2 separate regions of the Mus musculus genome follow, and region 1 is linked to region 2. Evidence: chromatin contacts called from public Hi-C data. All regions are on one chromosome and are shown on one strand. The core of a region is the stretch at or near the end of the contact, and the rest is flanking DNA. Distances in the headings are between cores, read along the strand shown.

The links. A called contact is a pair of places that touch in the nucleus more often than the background predicts.
Region 1: a Hi-C map of bone marrow-derived macrophages shows a contact between it and region 2, with 23 read pairs. The contact joins two enhancer-like sites. A contact is called at or near these places in 2 of 484 Hi-C or Micro-C datasets (bone marrow-derived macrophages and natural killer cells), 2 of 115 datasets of contacts at active chromatin or transcription factors (memory CD8 T cells and microglia) and 1 of 9 other capture datasets (embryonic stem cells).

The regions. Positions count from the first base shown.
Region 1 is chr2:166,502,780-166,507,970 of GRCm38.p6, reverse strand. It overlaps the pseudogene Gm14267. Among named protein-coding and RNA genes, the nearest start is that of Gm30908, 34 kb to the right of the region's middle. Within about 2 kb of position 3,315, at least 5 of the 459 cell types and tissues checked have an H3K27ac peak or open chromatin away from gene starts, as enhancers often do. A contact at or near this core is called in bone marrow-derived macrophages, where this site is marked.
Region 2 is chr2:166,233,528-166,238,931 of GRCm38.p6, reverse strand. No RefSeq gene overlaps it. Among named protein-coding and RNA genes, the nearest start is that of Gm11468, 38 kb to the left of the region's middle. Within about 2 kb of position 3,856, at least 84 of the 459 cell types and tissues checked have an H3K27ac peak or open chromatin away from gene starts, as enhancers often do. A contact at or near this core is called in bone marrow-derived macrophages, where this site is marked.

The DNA.
Region 1 (5,191 bases), core at 2,066-4,565, 270 kb before region 2:
CGTGAAGTGTCTTTCTAAAGGTCGATGGGGATGTAGAGGGAAGGCTCGGCCGTGAACATGGATGCCCTCTGTGGTGATGTAGTGTACGTGCAGTAAGAATAAAGCGTCTATCCTCTTGACAGGCACCTGCCCCACCTACTAAGGAGCCCAGGAGGATGAGTAACTGAATGGATGGATAGATAGATGGATGCATGGATGAATGAGCCAATGATGGATGGATGGATGAATGGATGGTGGGTAAGTGGGTGGAAGGTTGGATACATGCATGTATGTGTGTGTGCATGTATGTATGGAGGAATGGATGGATATGTGCATGAGTGAAGAGCTGGTCTGAGTCTTGAAAGATGAACAAAGCAATTTGGACCGCACCGACCAAGTGGATCTAAATAATTCTAAAGTTCTCCTTAGCAGACCAAAGGCTGGGCCTCTGATGTCTGTCTTATGAAGTCCTAAACAGAAGTGGGTGATGTTCTGAGACTCCAGTGAAGTGGAAACTTAATGGTTCTTTGGTGAGTCAGTTGTGTTGTGTGGTGTTTTGCTGGGGCAGATATGTGAAGGAGTGTTTTCTTGAAGTGGACACAGGTGAAAGACTAAGGCAGACTCGTGAAGGAACATTTAGCTGAAGCAGACACAGGAGAGAGGATGCTCTGCTAAAACAAGCGTGTGAAAGGACATGTGATGAAGGATTCTATGCTAGCATCACATATGTATTGGTCGGCCTTACATGGAGTTGCATTTGTCGGGACTCCATTGACTCGGGCTGATTGGACGCATGTGTAAGATCTGTGCTGAGACAAGGCACGTGGAGGACACGTGATGTTTGGAGGGTGTAAATAGGACTTGACAGGGTGATGAGGAGAGAAAACTTGGCTTGCTGGTACAGCTAGCTATGCAATGCTTGTGGGTCTCACTTCTTCGCTGATCTTCACTTCTTTGAGAGAGACACAGCCGAGCTGAGAACTCCTGGTGACTTGAGCCTGGGCTGAGGAGTGCTCAAGTCATGCTCTCCATCTCTGCTAGGTCATGTCACTGCTGTTGCTAACCTGACTCTGCTGAACTGGACTGCGGGGGGAATCTGTGAAGTGTTTGCTAGTGGATGGAGCTGCCACTGCTAACTTGTGAACTGAACTGCCAATTTCCAGACAACAGAGATGAGAGTTGCTCCAAAGAACCTTTCTAAACAGGTCCACTTCCCCTGTATCCTTTCTTTTCCACTATCCCTGGTGGGTGGTGGGCTACAAGGGAGGTTAAAGCATTTAAGAACCATCACTAAAAGTAGTATTTGAAAAAATTAAAGTTATACTCCAGCATCAAGGAAGAGGCATCCCTGAGAACTCTTGACTGGTAGCAGGTCTGGTCCTTTGAGTCTCATGTTATCTGTTTCTTCCTTTATTTACCACGGCCCACAGGTTAGATGTGACTGGTCCCTTAGCTTCCTCCCTCTCTTGCCTCTCTCTACAGTGACCTCAGGCAGCAACACTCATAACAGACATTATAAGGAGGGCAGATAATTGGGAGAGGACATGAGGCCAGGCATGCTGTGCTTTCATTCATAATTTTTGTTATTATTATTGTTGTTGTTATTGTTATTATTATTAGAGACAAGGTATCACAACCCAGGTTAGATTGGAACTCAGTGTATAGCCCAGGCTGGACTTAAATGTACCATGTCTGTACCCAGCCTGGTCTTAGAACTTTTGATGCTCCTGCCTCAGCCTCCTGTGTGCTGAGGTCCTGACAGATGGTCCTGCCTCTCTTCTTCTACTGCACAGCCATTTGTTGAGCAGGTGTGGAGAAAACACTCATGTACGCCGCCTCTCCTGCTTCTGAAGCAACAAAGAACACGAAGCATACGCTGCCCAGTGCTGAGACCTCTGCGCCTTGAACAGCAAAGGGAAAATGTGTTCTGGAGAGCACTGAAGAGAGAGCAGCTGGGGCGCTTCTAAGCAGTGTGAGATGATGTGAGGTGCTCCATGTGAGATGATGTGAGGTGCTCCATGTGAGATGATGTGAGGTGCTCCATGTGAGATGATTTGAGGTGCTCCATGTGAGATGATTTGAGGTGCTCCATGTGAATTGATTTGAGATGCTCCGTGTGAGATGATTTGAGGTGCTCCGTGTGAGATGATTTGAGGTGCTCCTGAGCCAGGAGGAAGCCGCATGGATCCTCACAAGTCTCTGTCTCTTGAACTCTGGGCAGAGAGACTGTTTCAGGCTGGCTTGACTTCCCCCATCTTAGGTTTCCTGCCCTTCACAAGGCTTAGCGGGCATGGCTTCAGCCTGGGTGGTCAGCGGCTCATGCTGCTGAAGTGACTTCTGTGGTTTCTTTGTTTTAGAGGCTTCTATTTATGGCGAGTAACATTGATTTTTTTTTTCATCTGCAGAACGAGATCATCAAGTTTCCCTTAAAGTAACTGGTTTCAGATGCATTTTGATGAGGCCATGCTGTAGGCAGGATGCGGCTATTTTAAAAGGCCTGATGGAGGCTGGGCGACATTCTTCATAAACGCCAGTGACGGGTGTGTAATTCAGGCCCTGGCCCCAGCCCTGCCTCATGCAGCCTCATGCCTTGCTCAGCCTCCTGCAGCTACAGGAAGAGGGTAGCATTCTCTCTTGTCTCCCCATTGCCCTCCCGATGTGCCTTCACCCCCTAACCTGCCATCCACCTCCATATTGGTCTGGTCCCTTGGGCCCTTCCACTGTGGGAGAACTTTCCCACCCCTAAAAGAATCCTCTCTCTTCTCTCTCTCTCTCTCTCTCTCTCTCTCTCTCTCTCTCTCTCTCTCTCACACTCAGGGGCAGGCATATCAGCTACCATTGAAATGCCTGTTACTCTTGGGCCTCCTTACAGAGCCTCCTAGTTCCTATATGGGTGTCCCGAGTGGTCCCACACTTTTCCATGACAACTAGTCTGATACCTGCTTGTCAGCTTAAAAGCCCTGAGCTAACCTGATCTCTCATGTTAATTCATGCTGTGTGTGTCTGGGGGGGAGAGGGGGATATGGTGAGCACACATGCAAATATACACACAGACACATTCACATATTCTCACACATACACTGACACTAACACAGTCACATACGTGCACATAACAGTGTACACACACAGACACACACAGCCATGCACACAACATTTACACACTTACACTCATAAGCATATAAGCATGCATACTAACACACACACAGACACACACAGACACACAGATACACACACAGGGTGGGGGGGAGCAAGTAGCTGATCTGTATGAATTAGCAGGAGGAATTACATCAGCCTGGCTTTTTGCCTTGCAAGGAGATGTCAGGCTGGTGTCCATACAGAGGGGAGGCACCAGAGGTCACACAAGAGTCCCAGTGCTGGGGTGACCAAACTGGGCCAAGTGGCAGGCTCTGGATTCTTCTGCATTCCTTGAACTAACATGACTTATTTTCCTAGACCCCTACCCCAGATCCTAGATAGTATCTGATCTTCAGTCTAATGGGCCCTCTAGTCTCCCTGTTGCTTTGATGGCAGAGATGCAGGTGGTGACCCCATGTCATAGGCAGATGCTGCTGCTGCTGGTGGTGGTGATGGTCGGCGAGGCTCACTTCTAGCAGCAGCTGCAGCAGCTGATATGGCAGGACCCCTCAGGGCTGGAGGCTGCTTGCAATCCAGAGGCCAGGCATGATCTCTGAGAGTTTTAGACTCCACCGTCCTTGTCCTGTCCTGTTCCCTGGGGGGGGGGGGCGGGGTGAGAAAGGGGGCGTAGAAGGCAGCTAGATTGAGGTGTATTGGCATGTGTGGCTGCTTCGAGTCCACAAATTATAACAACAAACGGTTCCTATTTCAGACTCATGTTCACACTTTTACAGGATCAGTATTGTATACTGGCCTCTCAGCAGAGCCGCTTACACTGTGCTTAGAAGTTTTTATTTCCTCTGTTGTTCACAGTGAGGAATGGATTTGCAGCACAAGCTGTATTTGTAGCAGGAGAGTGGAGGGCACCCCTCTCTTCACTCTCCACTCTTGTTGAGTCTTTTCCTCAGTGGCCAGTTTCAGACAATTGGAGTGTTAGCAGCCAAGCACCGAATCGGAGGGAAGGTTTAATGAGCGTGTGAGCTTTAGATGAAATGTGGCTGGTCATGCGTGTTACACAAAACATGTGTTCTCTCTCTGGGATAAAGAGGCAAGCCATCACAGCTCAGAGGTTAAAAGCAAAGGCTGCTCTTCCAAGAACCGGGTTTTGGTCTCCAGCACTTACATAACTACTCACAACTGTCTGTAACCCCATTTCCAGGTGATCCAACATCCTCTTCGGGCTCCCTCAGGTAGCAGGCTCTCTGGAGGTGCACAGACATATAGGCAGGCAAATCACCCATACCCATTAAATAAAAATGATGTTTTAAGAGGTTAAGTCATTGAGCTACAAATTTAATATTTAAAAACAGGTAAATTAAGCCTGTTTTCTCTATAGAACGCAGGGTCCTTGGCAGTAAGGCCTGGCTGCCTTCAGCCTGTGGTACGATTTCTAGTGAAATATCAGCACTGCTGACTTTCTCACAAATGTGTCTGTAGGGTTCCCTGTTCTCATGGAGTGTCGGGATGCTTTGGAAACCCTGTATGTACTTACGGCGAATGACCACACCGGGACAGCTTGTCAGGAGGCAGGTCAGCATGACTTAGGGTGACTGAAGGCTTATCAAGTTGGGGGACTGAGGGTAGGAACACCCAGGATGGGCAAGGGTGATTGGCTGGGGTCTGAGGGTGTTTAGACTGCCTCGTGAGCATGGGGAAGTATTTCAGAACTCTCAGGTGTGGCCTGAACAGGTTTTGTCAGGAGAATGGAAATGGGTCCTATAAACTAATTGAGGCTACATGATATTCCTCAAGGAGAGGCGAGTGGGAGGGACAAAGTCAGAGAAGGAGAAAACCTGTTAATGAAAGGAGTCCCCCATTATGTGCCAAGCCCCCAAAGCTAGCAGTTGAATGGTGGACTTCGACCTTAATTAGCAGTTTTTCCACACGTGCCTTCCTCCCTGACTTTGTCCTGATGCCCTTTGGTGTGAGGAACACCTTGTGGGCTTCTTTCCTGGCTCCTTTAATCAGTGCCATGTTGTACAAATGGGCTCTTGGGAAGCCCAGTCCTGATATTACTTGTAGGAGCTTTTCCTATTGTGTTCATGTTCTGTGCACATGGAAGAACTGTCTCCCTAAC
Region 2 (5,404 bases), core at 2,607-5,106:
TTTTTTAACTACATCACTGAAGTTTCCAAAATGCTCTTGGCAATTAAAGGGCACAGAGGGCCTGCTCTGGGAAAAGGAGGCAATGGCTACTTCCAGGATGGAGAAGGCACATGTGTTGGTATGTGCGAGTGCATGTACGTGTGTGTGTGTGTGTGTGTGTGTGTGTGTGTTTGTTTTGTCTGTGTGCATTCTAACCAGGCCTTTTAGGCTGTGTATTCTGGTGTTTCAGCATTTAATATCCTTGCTGACAATGGTGACAATTTCTGACAATGCTTTTTGCCAGGGTGGCCAACCTCCAGACTGCTTGCCTGCAGTGTCTCAGTACAAACCAGATCCAGCCCAGAGCAGATTCAGCACCATTCTCATTGGTCACTGGGTCACTGCACACCTGCTCTAAATGCCCCTGCGAAGGTTGGATGCAGCTAGGGACAGCCCAGAACCCTCTGAAACTTTCAGTTAGCCAACCCTAAACTTGTTTGGCTTGCCTCACCCTGTCATTCCTTCAAAGGCCACCCTAAAGACCTCTGTGCATACCTGTTCCCTCTGCCTGCTCCAACCTGAGCATTTGCTGGTAGCCTTGTGTTGTGTACTGGTTCCTGCTCAAGGGACCGACCGGTAAGCATAACTTCTTCCCTGACTTGTGACAGTCTTTTATATATTACCCCCTCTTAAGTGTGTCACACCCGAGAAAACACAAGTCTCAGCGCATGATGGGAACCATATGCTTCCATGTCTGTCGTATTCAACTTTCAACCAGCCACACAGGACAACTCTGTGTCCCTTGGCCCCCAGTGTGTGTCTAGACAATGTTTGACTTTGCATCACAAAAAGCGCTCTGTGATGTCAGAGGAGCCATGAATCACAGTGACAGCTCTCCCAGTATCCAAGAGACCTCTCCTGGCTGCTAAGTCACTGTCCCCCATCCCCCACGGTCCCCTGTGAGAACCAGTCAGTGTGTTGAGCATCAGCTGAGGCTTCCAGATTCCATGGGGAATGACCCCCATTGTGTGTGCTGAGGACCAGGCAGCCTCTGGCTAACTTCTTGCTTCTCGGTGTCCTGGGAACCCGTGCTGTTTGCTCCTGTCTGGAGCCTCTGTGGCTGAGCCGAGCACAGGCTCCCCTGGCCAGTGTTTCCATAGCTGCCTCCAGGCTCCAGGCCCCAGGCTCCAGGCTGCTGCAGACTGTGAATGAGGCCTCTCCTCTGCCCTCTGTGCTCCGTGCCATCTCCATGACTAAGCTTCCTGCCCCGCTCCTTCCGATGTGTTTGTTGATATTTATCTGTCTCTGACGGATGGAGGGACACATAACTCGCTCACTGAGTACAAGGGCCTGCAGCCCAGATCTGCTTCTCCTGCACACTGAAGTAAAGTGGCCCTAGTCTCTTTGGAAGGGACATTTCCAGAAGAGTGCACAGGCCCAACCAGCCTATTTCACAAAAAAGGGGTGGGGGAGCCAGGTGTGAGGACACACATCTTTGCTCCCAAGAGGGGCATAGAGATGGATTTCTCTGTGTAAGTTCCAGATCAGCCAGGACTACACAGTGAAATGTCTCAAAACCAACCAAACAAAACCAACCAAACAAACAAACAAACCCAGAAAACCAAAAACAGCTGTGGTGGAGGGAGGAAGAAAACCCAAAAGTGAGAGTATATGCTTGATATGCCCCCACACCCACCCTCCCACCCTCTACCTTCCCTCACCTGCCCACTCCCCCCTTACACACTCTCTGTTTGTCTGTCTGTCTCTGTCTCTCTGTCTCTCTCTCTCTCTGTCTCCTCTCTGTGTCTCTCTGTCTCTGTGTCTCTCTGTCTGTCTCTCTCTCTCTCTGTCTCTGTCTCTCTCTCTCTCTGTCTCTCTCTCTGACTCCCTGCCTCCCTTTTTGCCTTCTTTCTGTCAATGATGCAAATGCTCTGTTCTGCCCTACCCTCTCTGGTAGGGTGGACGGATACCTCTGAACCCATGAGCCAAATGAAGTCATCTTTAAACTGTTCCCCTCTGGTGTTGGTCCCAGCAACAGAGACATCTGGTCACATGCCCGTCAACTGTGGTGGAAGCCCTATGAAGATAGGCCCTCTCTGCCTTGTTCATCCCTATTCTCTGGTCCCTGGAATAGATGGTATCCTATAGATGCTTGTTGAATAACTCAGTGAAAGACAGTGCATAAGAGCAGCAGGGGACAGTCGCCCCAGTCTGCCTGTCTGACCTGGTCCCAGGATCCCAGATACGGGCACATGCATACTCTTGGCCATCTGCCTCCCTACGTCTTGGTAGGCAGCTCCATATCCTTACACTGTGAAAGGGTTGTTCTGTTGCTGCAGACTTATTCTGATGAATACAGACAGACAGAAATGGCTAAGACAGAGAGGATAGCTGAGCCATCTCCCAGGGGACCCAGAATCACACTTAGAAGTTAGAAAGCCACAGGGTTAGGGATGGCTCAATAGATGGTGTACTTGTCAAGCATGTCTGAGTATCTGAGTTCAAATCCCCACAGCCTGTGAGAGAAATGGGCCTACAACCCCAGCATTCCTGCAAGAAGGTGGAATCAGGGCTGGAGGGAACGCTCAGTCGTTAGTTAAGAGTGCCAGCTGCTCTTGCAGAAGTTAGGCGTGTGTTTCCTGGCACCTCCGTGACAACTCACCACCATCTGTTGTAACTACTTCCAGGGGATCCACAGGCACCAGGCATGCATGTGGTGCACAGACATACATGCAGAGAAACACACAAGCACATAAATAAAATAAGTCTGAAAACACGGAAGGAGTAGGTGGGTGATTTCTTATATGGCCTATATGAAGGCTTACAAGCTTGGAGCACACAGTGCCAAGACAAAAAGGGACCACGCCTCAAAGGAGAAGGCAGTTGAGGACTGATGCCTGGGGTTGTCTTCTGACCTTCTGACCTCTGTACATGTCACACAGCATGAGTGCACTCACACAGACACAGGCACATGCGCACGTGCACGCACGCAAGCACACACACACACACCATTTAAAGAAGTTATACAAACAGTCCAAAGCTCTCAGCCCACAAAGCTGTTCACATGACCAGATCACTCTCTGGACACAGAAACTGACACCTCACTACCCAAAGCAACAACATGGTGTGCTGACACCTGACTAAGACCCTTCCTTCATCAGCAGGCCTCTGAGGCAAATGTGGATCCTCCAGTCTTCCAACAAGTTCTTCCATGAGGCCCCTGATCCTAAAGTCAAAGATTCCAGCTGAATCCATGTGTGTACAAGTGCGTGTGACCAATACAACCGAAGCCCCCGACCAGCCCAGAGATGACAGAGGTGGAAGAGCAGCAGTATGGGAGCCGTGGTAAGGGCAGCTGCTTCCAAGGTACGTAACTGATGGAAGTTTCCACAGGGCTCAGAAAAATGGCAAAGGTGAGCAGGCTGGCACATCTGAGAATCACAGCAGAAGGCGAGGCAGGAAGATTACACGTCTGAGACCAGTGTGAATCATAGAGCTAGACTCCATCAGAGAGGAATGCTTACAGGGAGGAGTTTACAGGAGGAAGGAAGAGGAGGAGGCAGGAGGAAGGAAGAGGAGGAGGCAGGAAGAGGAGGAGGCAGGCAGGAAAAGAAGGAAGAAGTGGGAGGAAGGAGATGAGGAAGAACAGAGGGAGAAAGAAGACAGAAGAAAAGAAGGGGTCAGAAAGCAAGGAAGAGCAGAAGGAGGATGTGGAGGAACAGATGGAGGAGGAGGAACAGAGGAGGAGGGAGAGGAGGAGGGAGAGCAGAAGTGGTGGGATATTCCCTAAGGTCGTGTGGCCACAGTTAAGAGCTGGTTTCTGCCTAAACCACTGATTGTGCAACCCCAGAAGTGTGCAATATGTCCCTTAGTCATCTCTGTCCCTGGTGATGACAGACGGCACCATGCCCTTGGCCACAAAGGCCTCCTCTCAAAGCCGTGAGGAGGTGGCTGGGTGGTTGTGCCTCCTTCCTTATTCTTGCTCACCATGACCACTTTCAAGACCACCATGGCTGTGTCTGAAAGAGTTCTTAGGCTAAATGTCAGAAGTTGACACAGTCTCTGCAGATGTGAAGTTCCCGATCACGAAAGGGGACAACAGGCAGACACAGAACTGCTCCTCCCCACCGTATCTCTGTCACCAGTGTTCACAGAATATCATCACCACACATGCTTGCTATGGACAGTTCATTTGAGGTCAAGGTCAGAGAGGGGACATATTAACCAAATAGTCACTCACACAAATGCAGAGGAAATGAAGGCCAATGTGACGCTCTAAAGACAGAAGACCACATGCTTTGTCACTTCCAATCTCCCTCATTTCCTCTCCACACACAATAAGACCCAGTGTCCCACAGACTCAGAGATAACTGACCCTGAAGACCTCTAAGCTCTCCGGACATCGCATCCTGACTCTGGCCCAGTCACACACACCTTTTTCTTCATGACATAGGCTGCTACCTGACTCAGTTCCTCATGACCAGAGGCTACGGTCCAACAGCTTGAATCTCAAATGTCCCCACAGGCTCGTGGGCTGAAAGACTTGTCCCCTCTGGTGGTGCTGTTTTAGGAGGGTCTGGAAACTAGGAGGTAGGACAAGCAGGGCCCTGTGCCTTAAAGGTTATTCTCATATTCTCCCCTTCTCTTCTCTCTCTCTCTCTCTCTCTCTCTCTCTGTGTATGTTTGTATGCACACACACAACTGATTTCTTTGTTTCTTTTTTTTGTTTGTTTTTCGAGACAGAGTTTCTCTGTATAGCCCTGGCTGGCCTGGAACTCACTCTGTAGACCAGGCTGGCCTTGAATTCAGAAATCCACCTGCCTCTGCCTCCCAAGTGCTGGGATTAAAGGCGTGAGCCACCACTGCCCGGCTTTACAGCTGATTTCTATCTGAAATTATGCCCTGCCTCAGGGAGGGGCCCAGAATAAATAGAGCTGAGGACTATCTGGAAGCCTCTGACCCTTCCTCCCTTAGGTTGTGTCTGTCAGGTGTCTGCTATGGCCATACAGAGTCTAACACAGGAGCAGCTATCTGTCTTGAGGGCAGCATTTAGCTAGCAGGCTCCATGAGTGACTTTGAAGGAACTGTGTCTCAGCCCTAGGAAGGTTGAAGACACTGAGCTAGAGACTGAGGCTAGGGTCAAATGGGCCCCCAAATATCCCCACATTGATATCCTGGGTTACAGGGTCACATCCCCGGACTCCAGCTTATTCATCTTAAAAATAAAGCAATCGAACCCTGGAGCCCCTGGCTTCTATGACCCCGCCCAACCCCAGCTGTTATAGACTTTCATATATCGGTAGTCCCAGGCTAGACCAGGGGAGGAGGCCAACCCTGGACACATACATCTTTGAGCATGGGTTTCTTGCTTGGGTTTGTGGCTCCTTCAGCTACTCCAGGAAGGGAACCTCATTCTTGTCCAAAA